2 separate regions of the Macaca mulatta genome follow, and region 2 is linked to region 1. Evidence: chromatin contacts called from public Hi-C data. All regions are on one chromosome and are shown on one strand. The core of a region is the stretch at or near the end of the contact, and the rest is flanking DNA. Distances in the headings are between cores, read along the strand shown.

Region 1 (7,724 bases), core at 2,218-4,717:
GTCCCAGCTACTCCGGAGGCTGGGGCAGGAGAATCGCTTGAACCTGGGACGTGGAGGCTGCAGTGAGCCCAGATTGCGCCACTGCACTCCAGCCTGGGCGACAGAGACTCCATCTCAAAAAAAAAAAAAAAAAAAAAAGAAGTAAGTAGAGATTAGAGTGTTGGACCACTGGCCTATCCCAGAGTCAAGTCTGGAAGATAGAAAGTGGCCATGAGTCAAGGGGTTCAGGAAGCGTCTAATAGCTGGAAAAGGCAAGGAGGCAGATTCTCCTCTGGAAACTTCAGACAGGAATACAGTGATCCCGACACCTGATTTTAGCTCAGTGCGACCCATGTTAGAATCTGGACTCCAGAACTAAAGATAATACATTTGTGTGTTTTAAGCCAAATTTGTAGCCCTTTTTGTTCTTTTTTTTTTTTTTGAGACGGAGTGTCACTCTGTTGCCCAGGCTGGAGTGCAGTGGCTCAATCTTGGCTCACTGCGAGCTCCACTTCCCGGGTTCACGCCATTCTCCTGCCTCAGCCTCCCGACTAGCTGGGACTACAGGAGCCCGCCACCACTCCTGGCTAATTTATTTCTGTATTTTTAGTAGAGACAGGGTTTCACTGTGTTAGCCAGGATGGTCTCAATCTCCTGACCTCGTGATCCGCCCGCCTTGGCCTCCCAAAGTGCTGGGATTACAGGCATGAGCCACCACGCCTGGTCCGTGGCCTTTTTTTTTTGAGATGGAGTCTCACTCTGTCGCCCAGGCTGGAGTGCAGTGGCGGGATCTCAGCTCACTGCAAGCTCCGCCTTCCGGGTTTCTTTTTTTTTTTTTTTGAGACGGATGGCTCTGTCGCCCAGGCTGGAGTGCTGTGGCCGGATCTCAGCTCACTGCAAGCTGTGCCTCCTGGGTTTACGCCATTCTCCTGCCTCAGCCTCCCGAGTAGCTGGGACTACAGGCGCCCGCCACCTTGCCCGGCTAGTTTTTTGTATTTTTTAGTAGAGACGGGGTTTCACTGTGTTAGCCAGGATGGTCTCGATCTCCTGACCTCGTGATCCGCCCGTCTCGGCCTCCCAAAGTGCTGGGATTACAGGCTTGAGCCACCGCGCCCGGCGGCCTTTTTTTTTTTTTTGAGACAGAGTTTCCCTCTTTGTTGCCCAGGCTGGAGTGCAATGATGCGATCTCAGCTCACTACAACTTCCGTCTCCCGGGTTCAAGTGATTCTCCTGCCTCAGCCTCCCGAGTAGCTGGGATTACAGACATGCACCACCACGCCCAGCTCATTTTGTATTTTTAGTGGAGATGAGGTTTCTCCATGTTGGTCAGGCTGGTTAGGCTGGTCTCGAACTTCCGACCTCAGGTGATCCGCTAGCCTCGGCCTCCAAAGTGCTGGGATTACAGGTGTGAGCCACCGCGCCTGGCCTCCAGTGGCCATTTTTTATGGCAACCTTGGGAAATTAATACACCATTAGATGCCAGGCACGCCCCGCTGTGACAACCAAACATGGCTCCAGACACTTCCAAACACCTCCTGGAGACAAAAAATACCCTCCCCTCCATTGAAGATGGCCGACTTTCATTATAAACTGCTGTTTCTTGATTTAGCCATCTCAGGCAACATCAAATAGCTTCCCACTAAATGAAATGAAGCTTTGGCTCTCTTGAAACCCAATCCCCTTATTTCTCCTCTCTGCGTCCTCCTAATATGACTCCATCGCAAAGTTTGGTGAAACCATTAATCAGTCAGGCGTGGGTGGCTCGTACCTGTAATCTCAGCACTTTGGGAGGCCGAGGTGGGAGGATTACCTGAGGCCAGGAGTTCGAGGCCAGCCTGGGCAACATGGCAAAACCCCAGCTCTACCAAAAAATGTTAAAAATTAGAGAGGCATGGTGGCACACTCCTGTAATTCTAGCTACATGGGAGGCTAAAGAAGGAGGATCCCTTGAGCCCAGGAGTTCAAGGTTGCAGTGAGCCATGATCATAGCACTGGACTTCAGCTTGGATGACAGAGCAAGACCCTGTCTCAAAAAAAAAAAAAAAAAAAAAAAAACAAAAACCTGAAAGATTAATATTTATATAGAATTAGCAAAAACTATGTAAATATTTTCTACTGAACCAAGTAGTGTACTATTTACATTTCCTTTCTCATTGATAGCTGTCTTATTTTCTTTGCTTGTCTTTCTATATACATTTGTTATTTTTCCTAAATACTCCAAGATATGTTGAACTTCTTACATCCTTACAATAACTTTTCCCAGTTTTCTTTTCTTTTTTTTTTTTTTTTTTGAGATCGAGTCTCACTCTGTTGCCCAGGTTGGAGTGCAGGGGCATAATCTCTGCTCACTGCAACCTCTGCCTCCCGGGATCAAGCGTTTCTTGTGCCTCAACCTCCCAAGTGGCTGCAACTACAGGTGCATGTCACGATGCCCGGTTAATTTTTGTGTGTTTTTTTCTGTTTTCTTGTTTTGTTTTGTTTTTGAGACGGAGTTTCGCTCTTGTTGCTCAGGCTGGAGTGCAATGGCGCAATCTCAACTTACCACAAACTCCCCTCCTGGGTTCAAGCAATTCTCCTGCCTCAGCCTCCAGAGTAGCTGGGATTACAGGCATGCGTCACCACACCCGGCCAATTTTTTGTATTTTCAGTAGAGACGGGGTTTCTCCATGTGGGTCAGGCTGGTCTCGAACTCCCGACCTCAGGTGATCCACCCACCCCAGCCTCCCAAAGTGTTGGGATGACAGGCTTGAGCTACTGTGCCCGGCAGCTTTTTTCAAGTGGCAGAATTGGGGTTTCAAGCCCCTTTCTGTCGTTTCTAAAGTCCAAGCTCACTGGGCATGGATCACTTGAGCCCAGAAGGTTGAAGCCTCAGTGAGCTGTGATCGTACCACTCACTGTGTTACAGCTAGAGCAAGACCCTGTCTCAAATAAACAAATAAGTAAAGTTCAGGCTCGTTTATATAACATACTGCCTCTTTTCCAGTAGGGTTTAGATCTGGACCAGCCTTCTGGATGGCAGTGGGAGGGAGGTCCTGAGTGTGCCTGGCCCCCAAGGGTAGGGAGGAGGCCCCGTACTGTAGCATCCATCCAAACACGCCCTGTGAGGGGCCCAGTGTAAAGAGGACACGTTCCGTTCCTGCCTTCCAGAGGCCCCTTCTCGGCAGGACTGGCGAGACTTCCCTGGGCTGCGAGATGGACGTCACCACGTGCTGCCTTTCGAGTTGTCTTTCATGTAGTGATTTGAACGCCACTCCGTGAAGCCCGGCGAGGATTGACATGACACGCGCGGCCCAGAGGAGCACGGGGCTGGCTGCCTGGCCGAGCTGGCGGCGCGGACCTCCAAGCTGTCGGCTCGGGCTAGAGCGGCCGCTATGAGGACCACCGCTCTAGCCGGCACCTCGCTAAGGCGGAAGTCGCCACGCACACTTCCGCCGGGCGGGCCCGTTGCTGGGCGGGGCGGTGACGTTGGCCCGGAAGGGGCGGGCCCGCCGGGAGCCAGGCCGCGCGGCGCCGCGCCGGCCGAGAGAGGTCCGGAGCCCGGACCATGGCTGCTGCGGGGGTCGCCGAGGGGCGGCGCGCGGCCCTGGAGGCGGCTGCGGTGGCGGCTCCTGAGCGGGGCGGCGGGAGCTGCGTGCTATGCTGCGGAGACCTGGAGGCCACGGCGCTAGGCCGCTGCGACCACCCGGTGTGCTACCGCTGCTCCACCAAGATGCGGGTGCTGTGCGAGCAGCGCTACTGCGCCGTGTGCCGCGAGGAGCTGCGCCAGGTGCGGGGCGCCGGGGGCGCGACCGGGGGGTGGCGGGGCTCCCGGCAGCGGGAAGGGGACTTTGCCTTACTGAGGTCCGGCCGTGGGCCCGGCGGCGCCGGCTTCCGAGAGAGGCCTGGTGGGGCCACCCAGGGCGGGGTCCCGGCCGTGCGGAGGACGGCGGGGCGTTGGGGCTGGGAGGCCGGAGGCTGCCGAGCGGGTTGGAGGAGTGGGCAAGCCCTGTGGGGACAGCCTGGGGGCTTACCCCGTGTCCTGGGGGTTCCTGTCGGGCCTCAGGAAGGGGCCTGATGAGATGGAGAACTCGGTGATCTGCTCGTCTTCGGGAGTTGATTTCCCAGGGGCCTCCATTCGGATGGAGGAAACAAGGCAAGGGGGACCCTCCGGAGGCCACCCGTCCTGGAAGCAGGGCGTCAAACTCTGGGCATTCTCAGCCCAGCTGTGTTTCAGGGCCCCCATTGGGTGACCCTGAGCAAACTCCTTCCGAGACTGACGTTTTCCTCTGTGGAGTGGAGGTGACACTAGCCTCGGAAGGACACCTGCCCACCAGAGGGGAAGGCCCCCTCCCGGTTCTTGGCGGGAAGGTAGAAAAGTGTTAGGAAGTTTTCGTCCTCCTCGCCGCCGCCCCCTTTGGCGCTCATCTCCACAGTGAATGGGAGACATTTTTGACTGTACAGACTTGGAAGTCCTGGAGGGGTCAGAGGGTACCATGCAGCGTTCCTCCACCCTCACTGCACTGCCAGCTGCTGACTGTGGGCACCTGGCTGGAGCCCCTTGGTTTGCTGAGCTTAGAGATTTGTTTGCTTCCAGCATTGTGAAATTCCCCCGGTTTGTTCAGAGAAGACTTCATTCAGCTGGTGGCATCTGTCAGGAATCTAACTTTCCTCTTCTCAGAAGTGATGCAGAACAGTATTGAAGGATAGGTTCTTTCTTTTTTTTTTTTTTTTTGAGACGGAGTCTCGCTCTGTCACCCAGTCTGGAGTGCAGTGGCCGGATCTCAGCTCACTGCAAGCTCCTCCTCTTGGGTTCACGCCATTCTCCTGCCTCAGCCTCCCGAGTAGCTGGGACTACAGGCACCCGCCACTTCGCCCGGCTAGTTTTTTGTATTTTTTTTTTTTAGTAGAGACGGGGTTTCACCGTATTAGCCAGGATGGTCTCGATCTCCTGACCTCATGATCCGCCCGTCTCGGCCTCCCAAAGTGCTGGGATTACAGGCTTGAGCCACCGCGCCCGGCCGAAGGATAGGTTCTTTCTTTTTTTCCTTTTCTTTGTTTTTTATAAGTAGACCTTTACATCAAAGGAGCTGAAGAGACGCTGAAATTCTCTGAGCAATTTGTGAGCATCTATCCTGTGCCGTTTTTGGAAAAAGACATTTGGAGATGCTGTCAGTCTGTCATGTGACAGAAGGAGGCTGACCCAGACCCCGGGGAGATCTGGGGTGCCGGAACAGTCACGGAGAACCTTGGCCCATGGCTTCCTCAGGGCGCTTCCTGGCTTTGCCAGAGCCTGCCTTGCCAGCCAGTCCTTCGTACTATGACCTCACTCTCCAACAGCCAGGCTTCCTGGCACACCTGTAGCTTCCTTCTGGAAAGAAGACGCTAAGGAGTTCTTGGCACGTGAGGTTCCGGTCCAGGCTGCAGGTCTGATGCAAGACATGAGTGAACATCTGCGTGTGCTTACTCCGGCAGCCTCTGCCTGCTCTCATTCCTTGTAGCCCCACACCCTCCAGGAACTCTGTGGCCAGGGGCTGTGGCCGTGAGCTGTCAGCCGGGGTGCGGCTTGGCACTGGGTGCCCCCAGCCAGCTGCTTCTAGGGCCTGCCCCGCCTTACTGGGCTGAAGGAGGGGTCCTGGGAAGTCTGGTGTTTGCTGCTCTCCCCTCCTTTGCATTCGTCCTGTTTCCTTCCCATCTTGAACTTGCTGCCTCACTCTAGCCTCCTTTTCCCCTTACTGAGTTCGGCACCACCTCCTGAGTATATTCTGTGTCCCATGTGTGCTCAGGAATTCCCTCTGCAGCCCTCAACTCCTGAACCCTGGCGTTGTCTTGGCCTCCCTTATGGGACTAAGGCTTTGCAAAAATTGGGAGGAAAGGGTCCAGGATGCTGTATGGAATCGGCTGCCTCCATGTGCTTGTTAGTTCCACACACCTGGACCCAGACCTTCCCTGCAGAGGCTACAGCTGCTGCTCAGGCGAGGAGCCAGATGGGCCCGACCCCTGGCAGGTGCTGGGGTGGAAGCCGAGCCAGGCTCCCCTCGGTGGGAGGCAGGGGCGCTGGTCTCAGCCTTGGCTGACAGAGTCCCTGGGGTGGTGGAGCCCCACGTTCTGGGCCTCTTTTCTGGCCGTGTCTTTCTCAAGGGCTGATTCCTGCTGTTTGCGTCTTGCTCGCCAGCTTGCTCTGGTCCCTGGTGTTACTGCGGGAGTCCTGATGAGGCTGTGGGCCCCCCAGGGCAGCCCACCCTCACCTCACAGGCAGGCAATGGGAGGGGGCACAGACGGCCAGCCCACAGTTACCCAAGGTCCCAGGTCAGGAGGGTGGCCTGCTGGCTCGGGTCATGCTTTCCTATTCCTATCGTTCCCCCCATCCCGTCCTCCGTGACCCTGGCCCTGTCTGTAAGATGCTCCCTGCTGGTGTCCCCATCCGGGCTCCGTGGAGGTCTAGGCTCTCTAGATGGCGCTGGGAGCCATCCACAGGGTCCCCCTCCGCACGTGTGGGCAGGCCCTCACCGCTGCCCTTTTGTGTGCCCATGGCATGCTGGGGAGTGTGGAGCTGCAAGGCCCCAGGCAGACACCTGTCCCTGTAGGGGGTCCTGGGGGCCTCCTGTTCCTAGGCAGGTCCCCCCTCTACCTCTCACTCTCCTTGGGGCCTGGCCTGGCCGTCTCCAGGGCTCACGTAGAGCGCCCTTTCCCCGATCATTTGCTGCATAGCCCATCCCCAAGCCTCTCCCCGTGGGTTCTGTACTTCTGTCTTCAGACACGTGACCCTCTCCTGTCGGGGTGACCTAGATGTCTTGTCTCCCTCTGTAGCCCCAGCCATCTCTCCCCGGCCCCCCACATCCCACCGCAGCCCCCCACATCCCACCACAGCCATCTCCCAACGGCCCCCAAGTCCCACCCCAGGCATCTCCCCCAGGCCCCCAAGTCCCCTATCCACAGCCATCTTCCCCTGGCCTCCGTGTCCCCTACATCCCCTACTCCCAGCCTGGCCGTGCTGGAGTACCACCAGGCTAGTTGGCTCCTCGGTTAACCGTGCCTGACTCCAGCCTGTCCACTATGCTGTGGGGCGCAGCCTCATCCAGCCCCCTCCTCACCCTCAGGGAGGGTGATGCTGGCCATGCCAGGCTGCGCTGCTGTCCCATTGCCCGCTCCTGAGGTCTGGGCGGCCAGGCCTGGTCTCCCTGCCTGTCTGAGGATGGGCAGCCTCAGGCCCCCACCAGCAGGTGGTATTTCCCTGCTCCGGCCCTGTGGCCCCAAACCTGCATGCCCTCCTGCTCTAGTAAACGCGGCCTTGGGCCCACCTTGCTCGCAGACATTGTTCTTTCCCAAGCCTCTTCCTCTTCATGAGCCCACCCAGTGCATCCTTTCTCTTGTCTCGTTGCTCCGCTCAGGTGCCCCGCCTGGGTTACCCCTGCCAGCTGGCTGTTCAGGAGGGACGAATACCCTGGGTCTTGCTGCCTCTGGTGCTCGGAGCACCTGCCCCAGCTGCTGGGCAGATGGACACCCGTCTAGACCCCACATGGGGCATGTGGCCCTCCTGTTCCAGCCCACCCTGGATCCTTCATCTGGGTGCTGTCAGTGCACCCGGGACCCATCCGGCCCTGCCTCTACCCAGCTCCCTGCAGCTCCTCCGCCCCGAGCTGCTCCCTGGCCTCAGAAAGGCTGCCTTGACCGAGTCCGCCCGCCCCACCAGTGCCATCCCACATAGGTTCCTCACGACTTAGGATGTACTAGCATCGCATGGAGCGTGGGTGCCTCCAGGCGGCAAG
Region 2 (7,724 bases), core at 3,738-6,237, 150 kb before region 1:
GGGGCTGGGTTTTGTAATAAGTTTCCTCAGTAGGGAGAGGACCCCTCAGGCCACAGCTGGGACGTGCAATAGCTTGGCACCCCTGTGGCTGGGAGGCTGTCCTGGGGGCATGCCCTGCCCCCCAGAGGGAGGGTGCCTCTTTCCCACCCCACACTCATCAAGGCTGGGGCTGGCCGAGCAGGAAACTGTCAGCCAGACTGAGAACCCCCTCCAGTGCTCTGGTCTCTCCACCCCCCAGTTCCCAGCGCTGGGGAAGTGGGGGGTGCTCTATAGCATTGGAGCCTCTTCCCAAACTGGGAGAAGCTACAGGAGCAGCTAGGGACTGAGACAGGGCTTTCCCCCCCAGCCCCTCTGCCCCTCCTTCCATGTCCCCACCACACCGCCCTTCTGGAGTCCACACCGCCCGCTCCGTCTGCACCACCCAGGCTGGATGCTCCAGGGGGATTCGATCTTTGAAAGAGAAAAGTCCTTGAGGAAGCGCAGCATCCACCCTGGGGAAGGCCAGTGCTGACCTTCAGGGACGAGGTGCATGGGTCGGCACTGTGCAGAGGAGAAGGGTAGGATTGGCCTCCCACTGTCCCCTCCTCCTGGGGCCAACACATGGCAGCCCCTCCCTGACGTCACCTGAAACTGGGATTCAGGCCCAGGGTCTTTGTCCACCCCACATCCACATAGCAGGGATCCCGGGGCCCTGGGGGCAGCCACTGAACAATAAGGAAGCGGAAGTCTCCCTCAGCCCCTCTTTGCCTCCACCCCAGCCCCTCTTCAGCATATCCCTCAGCAGCCCCTCCCCAGCCCCCACAAGCTGGGCTTAGAGGGCTCTGCTGGGGCATCGCCCTGGGGGCATGTGGGATGCGGACACCCACCCCTTTCCCTGCAGACACACTTGGAGGGGGGTCTGGGTCAGGGGTCCCCGCCCACCTGGCAGCAGCCCAGGGGAGCCCTGCTGAGTGGGGGCGATGGGGGCTTCTAGATGCAGCTCCCTGCTGAGGCCAGGCCCAGCCTGAAAGCAGCTCCTCTAGCAGCCCAGGGCAGGTGGGGTATGGGGGTCCCCTGAATATGTGTGGAGTGAGCCGTGGGTGGGTGTGCCTGTGAGGCCTGCAACTGCCCTGGGAGGAGCCTGGGATGGCTCCAGGAGCCTTCGCCCCGCCTGCCACAGGGCTGTGTGTGGCCGGCTGGCTGGACTGCGGCCAGAGCTCCGAGCATGGCCTCTGGCATCACAGAGCCTGCCCAGGGCACCCACAGACTGCCCGCCCCAGCCCAGCCCCTGCCTCAGCCCCCCGGCCCAAGCCCAGGCCGCTAAATTCTATAGAAACAGGCCTGGTTGCCATAGCAAAGCCACACGCACTTCCGCCGCTGTTCCCTGACGTCCCTTAGAACGTTTTTTCCATCCCAAATAGGCAGGGTGTGACGTCGAAGGCCCCTGGGGTGCCCCTGGCCTCTGCCTGCCTTGGTCCTCAGGATCCCCTCAGAACCCCAGCAGGCCCTGGTCCGAGGCCAGCTTGGCCCCCCTTGCCTCCTAGCACCGCGCCCCCCTCGCCTGTCCCTGCCCCCCACACCCACAGCCCCAGCTCTGCAGAGGCCTCTGAACTCCCCAGCTCTGCTCCTACTGCAGCCACTCAGCCTGCAAGCCTGTCTTGCCCTGGCCAAGCCTCTCCACTGTCCACAGCTCCCTCTGCTCCAGGGAGGGGGTCCCCCCAGCTTGGCCAAGGTTTTACCCCAACTTCACAGTAAAGATTCCTTTTGCTGCCCCTCTGGCCCCTTGAGGGCTGGCGACATCTCTCAGTCCTTCTTTCCCCGTATCTCATGGCTGTCTATTGTGTGGGGACTTGGTCCAGACAAGGGGAAGTCCAGAGGGCTTCCTGGAGGATGAGGCTGCTGGGATCCAGAGTGGGGAGAGTATCCTGGGGCACAGGAAGAAACCCCAGCTTCACGGCCCCGGGCTGGGGAGTGCATTCCTGGCTCTCACCCAAGTCAAGTGGGCCTCAGACTCTCAGCAACAGGTCATGAGCTTTGCCCAAGAGCCAAGGGCAGCGGTGCGCGCCCCCCCACCCCAGCCCATGTCTCCCCGTCCTGCTCTATGTTCTCATTTGCTTCCTGTGTGGCTCAGTCTCCCGGGCTCTCTCCTTCCTTCTGCCCTGCAGCAGCAGGGAGCTGACACAAACACTGGCCAGATCTGGGCCCGAAGAGGCAACAGGAACGTGAGGGCAGAGACCGTCTGACCCACTCAGCCACCCAGCACTTTCATGCCAGCGTGCCACCGCACTGCCACCTCCTTTCCCACACCGTCCCATGCCCCTCAGTCCTGGCCCTCTGCGTCGCTACCCCCCACTTCCCACCTGGGTGCTTCTGGGGTTGGGTCACCTCCACCCCGAGTTTCCAGGCAGCTGGCCTCCTCCAGCTGGGTGAGGGCGTCCGGGTCTGCACATGACCAGCCCCAGCCTCCAGTGCTCACTTTCCCCTTTCACCTGCCCCACCTGGCTGCACCCTCCTCCTCCAGGGAGCAAGGCTGGGGGCAACGGGGGATCTGTAGAAGACTAAGGGCTTGGTGGGTCCCTCTCCACAGGTTCCTCCCACATGAGCCACACAGAGGGCCTGGTGAAGTCCTCGGTGCCCACCCACCGAGAAGGCCAGACCGAGACACACGCAGCCAACAGTTCTCGGCCCTCCCCACATGCCCTCCCTGATCCCGCAGGGCGTCGGTCCAGGAGATGCTGTGACACCATGGTCAAAGCAACGGGCACTGGGCTCAGACAGAGCTCGGTTCAAATTCCATTTCTGCCACTTTACAGCTGTGTACCTGCCCTCCCAGCCTCCAGTTTCTCGAAAACTGGAGTAGAGCCGGACCCTCGTCTGGAAGGAGCCAAGAGAAGATGCACCTGTCAAGAGGGAAGGCGCCCCAGACAGTAGCTCCTCTGCTGAGCAGACCATGGAGACTGAGGAAGGCGGAGAGGCCGGCCCAGGCTGTGTCGTGGTGACCAGAGTCCCATTCCTTCTGCTTCGTCCACAGCTACCACATATCCAGAGCCCTGGCAGTGCCTGAGCCAGTCCCATGCCAAGGCAGGGAGCGGCTGCATCCCAGAGCCAGGCTGCCCATGCTTCCTGGCCAGGAGGCCCTTCAACCGCATCTTCCTCCTTTCCCCAAACTGCTCATTCCTTGTCCATCCAGCTGGCCGAGAGTCACACCAACCATGGGGTGCCAGGCCCTATGCGGGAGGGTGGGGACATGTGATGGCTGAACGCGAATCTGACCTGGGAGGAGCTAGGAACCTGGTGGGGGACACAGGCAGACGGAGGGGCAGGAGCCCCACCAATCGCCACTCAATCTGCCAAAGGCACTTTTCGGTGGGTGCCAAAGACCCTGAACTTTTCCATTCACTTCCAGAAATATCGTGACACTTGGCCCCAGTGGGCTACGGTGGAAGTCACTTCACTAGAGACCCTCAGGTTGAGGCATCAGGTTGGGGTGCCGACTCCTGGCCCCTCCCCTCCCTCGACCAGGCTACCCATACCACTGCTCCCCATCAGGACACGGGGCCCGGGGCTTCCACAGAGAACTATGAATGCCCAGAGCAGTGAAGTCAGGATATTCCCAATAGAGAGGCACAGGAAAGGGGTCTAGGAAGGGAGAAGCCCAAAGAGAAGGAATGAGGAAAAGGGAGGCTCCTCACGTGGCGAGGGCTAGGGGGCCTGTGTGTGCCCAGGAAGGGGTCGGAGGGGTGGTGAGAAAGGAGGGCAGACAGGCTGGGCGGCGTGAAATTCCTGAGCAAGCAAGCAGCCCTCCACCCCGAAGAGCAGGGTGGGATCCAGCAGGCCCCTCTCCTGGACTCCAGACTCAGCCCCAGCTGACCACTCTGGCCTGGCTCAAGACAACCATATCTTGACAGCTGGACCCCAGTGGGGATTAGGAGACGATGGCCTAGCCTCCCTCTCTCCTGCTTCCCCAGTGAGCTCCGAAGTCTGTGGTCCACAAACTGCTAGAAAGCTCTTTACCGGACCTAGATCGGACCCGCCTCTCCAGCGCTTCCTCAACCCCAAGTCATTTGAAAGCACAATAACCCCGCCCCCACCCCCGCCATGCACTCTGTGAACCTGGTCCGGCCTCATCGACTTCGCCTCTCCACTTGCCAGGGCTTGCTGGGGTGCGTCAGGCCCCTTCTCACCCCAGGCCTTTGTACATCGGACTCCCTCTTCTTGGAACGCTCCTCCTGCACGTCCCGGGACTGGCTGCTTCTCCATCAGGCCTTTGGCTAACGGTAGCGCCGCCCGCACCCCCGACCAGTACTCACTTTTTCAGCACCCTCTTTCTTTCTTTCACAGCACATACCGCCGCTCCCCACGATTTTGACTATCTCTTGTCCATCCCACCACCATGTCTGTCTAGACCGGGAATAAGGGGGAGTTGTCCCGCAGGAGACATTTGTTATCGCAATTGAGGAAGAGCGGGTGTTTACTGGTATCTAGCGGCCAGGAGCCAGGCAGGCTGCTCCACATCCTACAATGTACAGGGCAGCCCCCCGCAGCAAAGAGCGACCCGGACCGCGTGGTCGATGGTGCGGAGGTTGGGGAACCCTGCAGCAGATGCCGATCACAGGAGAACTGGGACCGTGTTCTCCGCAGTCTCCCGGCGGCCAGAACAGTGCCTGGCACCCGGGCGGCTCGGGGAATGCAGGAAAAAGGAATGAGTAAAGAACGCGCGAGAACACGACGGAGCGAGGGACGGACAACTGACAGGCGGACGGACAGCGACGCGGACTCCGACCCCGACCCGGACCCGGACCCCGACCCCGACCGTCTCAGCCCCGCCCCCCCCCCGCCCGACCCCTCGCCTCGCCTCGCCTCGACCTCGACGCGCCCGATCCCGCCCCACTGCGCGGCCCCGAGGCGCGAGCTCCGGGTCGGGCGCGCCGCGGGGACACTCACCCGCCCGCGGCCGCCCGGGAGCGGCAGCACTGCCAGCCCGCTTCATGATGCCCCCTCGGCCGCCGGCCGGGAAAGGGACGGGACGCGCGAGCCGGAAGCGCTCGGCCGCTGCGCCCGCCGGGACTTGTAGTTCCCCACCTCTCGGGGCCCGGTCGGCTGCCTCATGCGCGGCATTTCCGAAACTACGACTTCCGGCGGCCTCGTCGTCACGGGGCGGGATTGGCGGCTTCAGAATCACTCTATGTTGCAGGTTGATGTCTGATTGGCTTTGCTCATCCGTCACTCACTGTTAGGCTTTACGGACTCTGCATAAGGGAGGAGCTTCGGTTCTGGGTCCGAGAGACCGCTGCCAAAAGAAATGCCACGGTACGATTGATGGAAACAACGCGGTAGGGAGCGGGGCGTACCAGCGTCAGGGGAAGGCGGGCACTTCCGCCAGGATAGCCCAATGACAGAGGTGGGAAAGTTTCTATAAAAGCTTGAGCCTCGCGCGCCTCCTTTCTTTTGCGGTCGAGTGCGAAGCTGGAGGGTTGTGTTAATGCGTACGCCATGTGCTAAGATCCAGGGAAGAACTGGGCCACGAGCGTGGCTTTGAGGGCGGCCTGAAAGCTGCAGGCCGGCCTGGTCCCCGGGCGTCCAGCCTTGGCCTAGGCTCCACTTTGTCCCTTAGTGTTTAAACGTTTCTTCCTGAATCTCAGACCCTCAGCTACCTGCAGGTAAGACTGGGCCGGGTCTGGGTTCCCCTATTCTCCAAGCCTGTGATGAATTGCTTTGACTTCTGACACCTCGTATGAAAACTGCACGTGCAGTCTGATTATTTTGCAAGACTGAGGCTTGGGGGTGCTCACTCTTGACGGAGACGGGCTGAGAATGGAAACAAGTGTTCCCCGAAACGAGGGAGTGGGGACTTATGTCTACGTTTTGGCGCTGTCTGACTTTCAGGTTTCGTCGCCAGCCGGCTGCAAATTTTGAACCTAAGTAAACCTCAATCCGGAGGGCCGAGCGGTAAGGTGGGCGTTGTGGCGATTGAAGTGCTTAGCAATAAAGCAAAGGTAGTGAGTTGATTCGGTTTTCTCTCAAGTGTCTTTATTTTCCTATTCTTCTGGCACCCCGGAGGTCTGGCTTATCCACAGGCAATCTTGGGAAAGTGCACAGACATGAAAACGGAACGGAAACTCGTTACCAGTGACTTTCCATCTCTTGGGATTGCCTTCGCCATTTCTGCCCGTAATTTTTTTTTTTTTTTAGACAGTTTCACTCTTGTTTCCCAGGCTGAAGTGCGATGGCACAACCACCGCCTCAAGCGATTTTCCTGCCTGAGCCGCCTAAGTAACTGGGATGACAGGCGCCTACCACCATGCCTAACTAATTTTGTATTTTTAGTAGAGACGGGGTTTCTCCGTGTTAGGTTGGTCTCAAACCCCTGACCTCAGGTCATCCACCCGCCTCAGCCTTCCAAAGTGCTGGGATTGCAGGTGTGAGCCACCACACCCAGCCAAATACTGTTTTTCATGCCTTTGCCCCAGGGTGAGTCCAAAAAAGCCTTTGAGATCTGTGGAGGGAAGTTGACACCACCTAGGGTTCCCATGTTCCTCTCTAGGGAGGCCTCAGCCATGGGGGAGTGATAACCACACACCTGCTGACGGTTCTGGGCCCTGCTGAGTCTCTCAAGCTCTAGCATCTGCTCTAGAAGTGGATTTTTTTCAATACATGAGACAGACGCTTCAGAAAACACAACTTTATTCACTAGGACTGAAAACAAAGGCTTGCGATCAACAGGCCAAGTTGAGTGCAAGGTGGAGCGTGCTGGGAAATCACAGACCTCAGCTGTGGCCAGGCTGGGCTGGCATTTGTTGTTTTCTGGCGTTTCTGTGATTTCCCACGTTTTATCACAAGGCCACAGGCATCCTCCAAGGTCACTGAGGAAAACCCTGTTGCTGTTTGAGCCAGAGCCTCCTAGAGGGTGGACTGGGAGCAGGTAGGTCCCAGGACACACAGATGCACGATGTGATTAGCAGTGAAGCCCTCTGTCCCAGGCGTGGGCAGGCGACCTCCCTGACCTGCCTGAGCAGTGTGCGGGTGAAGACATGGCTTTTCTAGGGTTAGGCACTGTGCGTGGTGCCAGCCCCAGCCCTCCCTCACCTGGGTGTGCCCAGGAGGGGGCAGCAGAGCACCGTGGCAAAGTCTGTCCACATGCCGCGCCCCCTCCCGTGCAGAAGGCTGCTTTTCCACGGTGGCCAGTGTGCGGGCCACGGGCTGTCAGAAGCCTGCTTGTTGGGACTGCTGCTGGGAGGAGGAAGGAGCAAGGCTTGACCTGGGGCTCCTGGAAACAGACACTGGTATTGGCCACTGGGCAACAAAGTCAGAAGGGCCTGGAGACTGTCCAGTCTTCTGGGGGTTGGGCGGCTTCCTCCAGAGGACTGAGCTCAGCCAGGTTCAAGGGCGGCAGCAGGAGGCCCCGCGACCCTCCCTCTTAACGTAATCGTGCAGCCGGAAGCGTGGCTCGCTGGGAGTCTTCATGGAGCGCTGCTTCAACTCCCTGCGGAGTGGGGGTGACAAGGGGACACGATGACCTGGACTCCAATAAGAGGGTTTAGGCCCTGTGCTGGGGGAGCCCTGGTGACTGGCAGGACTTACTTTGCTATGGCTGTGAAGGCCAAGTCCACGTTGAGGCCCGTCTTGGCGCTGGTTTCCATGAAGGGCAGCCCATACTCCTGTAAACAGCTGCTGCCAGGTGGTGGCCTGGCGGGGACAGCCCAGGCTCGTGGCCTCCAGGGGCAACCCCTCACCACCCCCCTGCC

Evidence for each region. A called contact is a pair of places that touch in the nucleus more often than the background predicts.
Region 2: a Hi-C map of CD4 T cells shows a contact between it and region 1, with 4 times the contacts expected there. The contact joins the promoter of TRAF7 here to the promoter of ZNF598 in region 1. A contact is called at or near these places in 3 of 14 Hi-C or Micro-C datasets (CD4 T cells, fetal cortex germinal zone and liver).

What each region holds. Positions count from the first base shown.
Region 1 is chr20:3,228,051-3,235,774 of T2T-MMU8v2.0, reverse strand. ZNF598 (zinc finger protein 598, E3 ubiquitin ligase) reads left to right here and starts at 3,467. Exons shown (of 11, transcript XM_077985110.1): 1 at 3,467-3,745. It overlaps LOC144337811 (a long non-coding RNA gene), which reads right to left and starts at 3,325. Exons shown (of 3, transcript XR_013411403.1): 1 at 2,949-3,325.
Region 2 is chr20:3,384,513-3,392,236 of T2T-MMU8v2.0, reverse strand. TRAF7 (TNF receptor associated factor 7) reads right to left here and starts at 4,987. Exons shown (of 21, transcript NM_001261227.2): 1 at 4,924-4,987. LOC106994912 (a long non-coding RNA gene) reads left to right here and starts at 5,421. Exons shown (of 2, transcript XR_001441598.3): 1 at 5,421-5,639; 2 at 5,866-5,987. It overlaps LOC114674502 (small nucleolar RNA SNORD60), which reads left to right and starts at 5,677; the gene lies at 5,677-5,759. It overlaps RAB26 (RAB26, member RAS oncogene family), which reads right to left. Exons shown (of 9, transcript XM_077985323.1): 8 at 7,561-7,637; 9 at 6,647-7,462. The coding sequence ends at 7,360.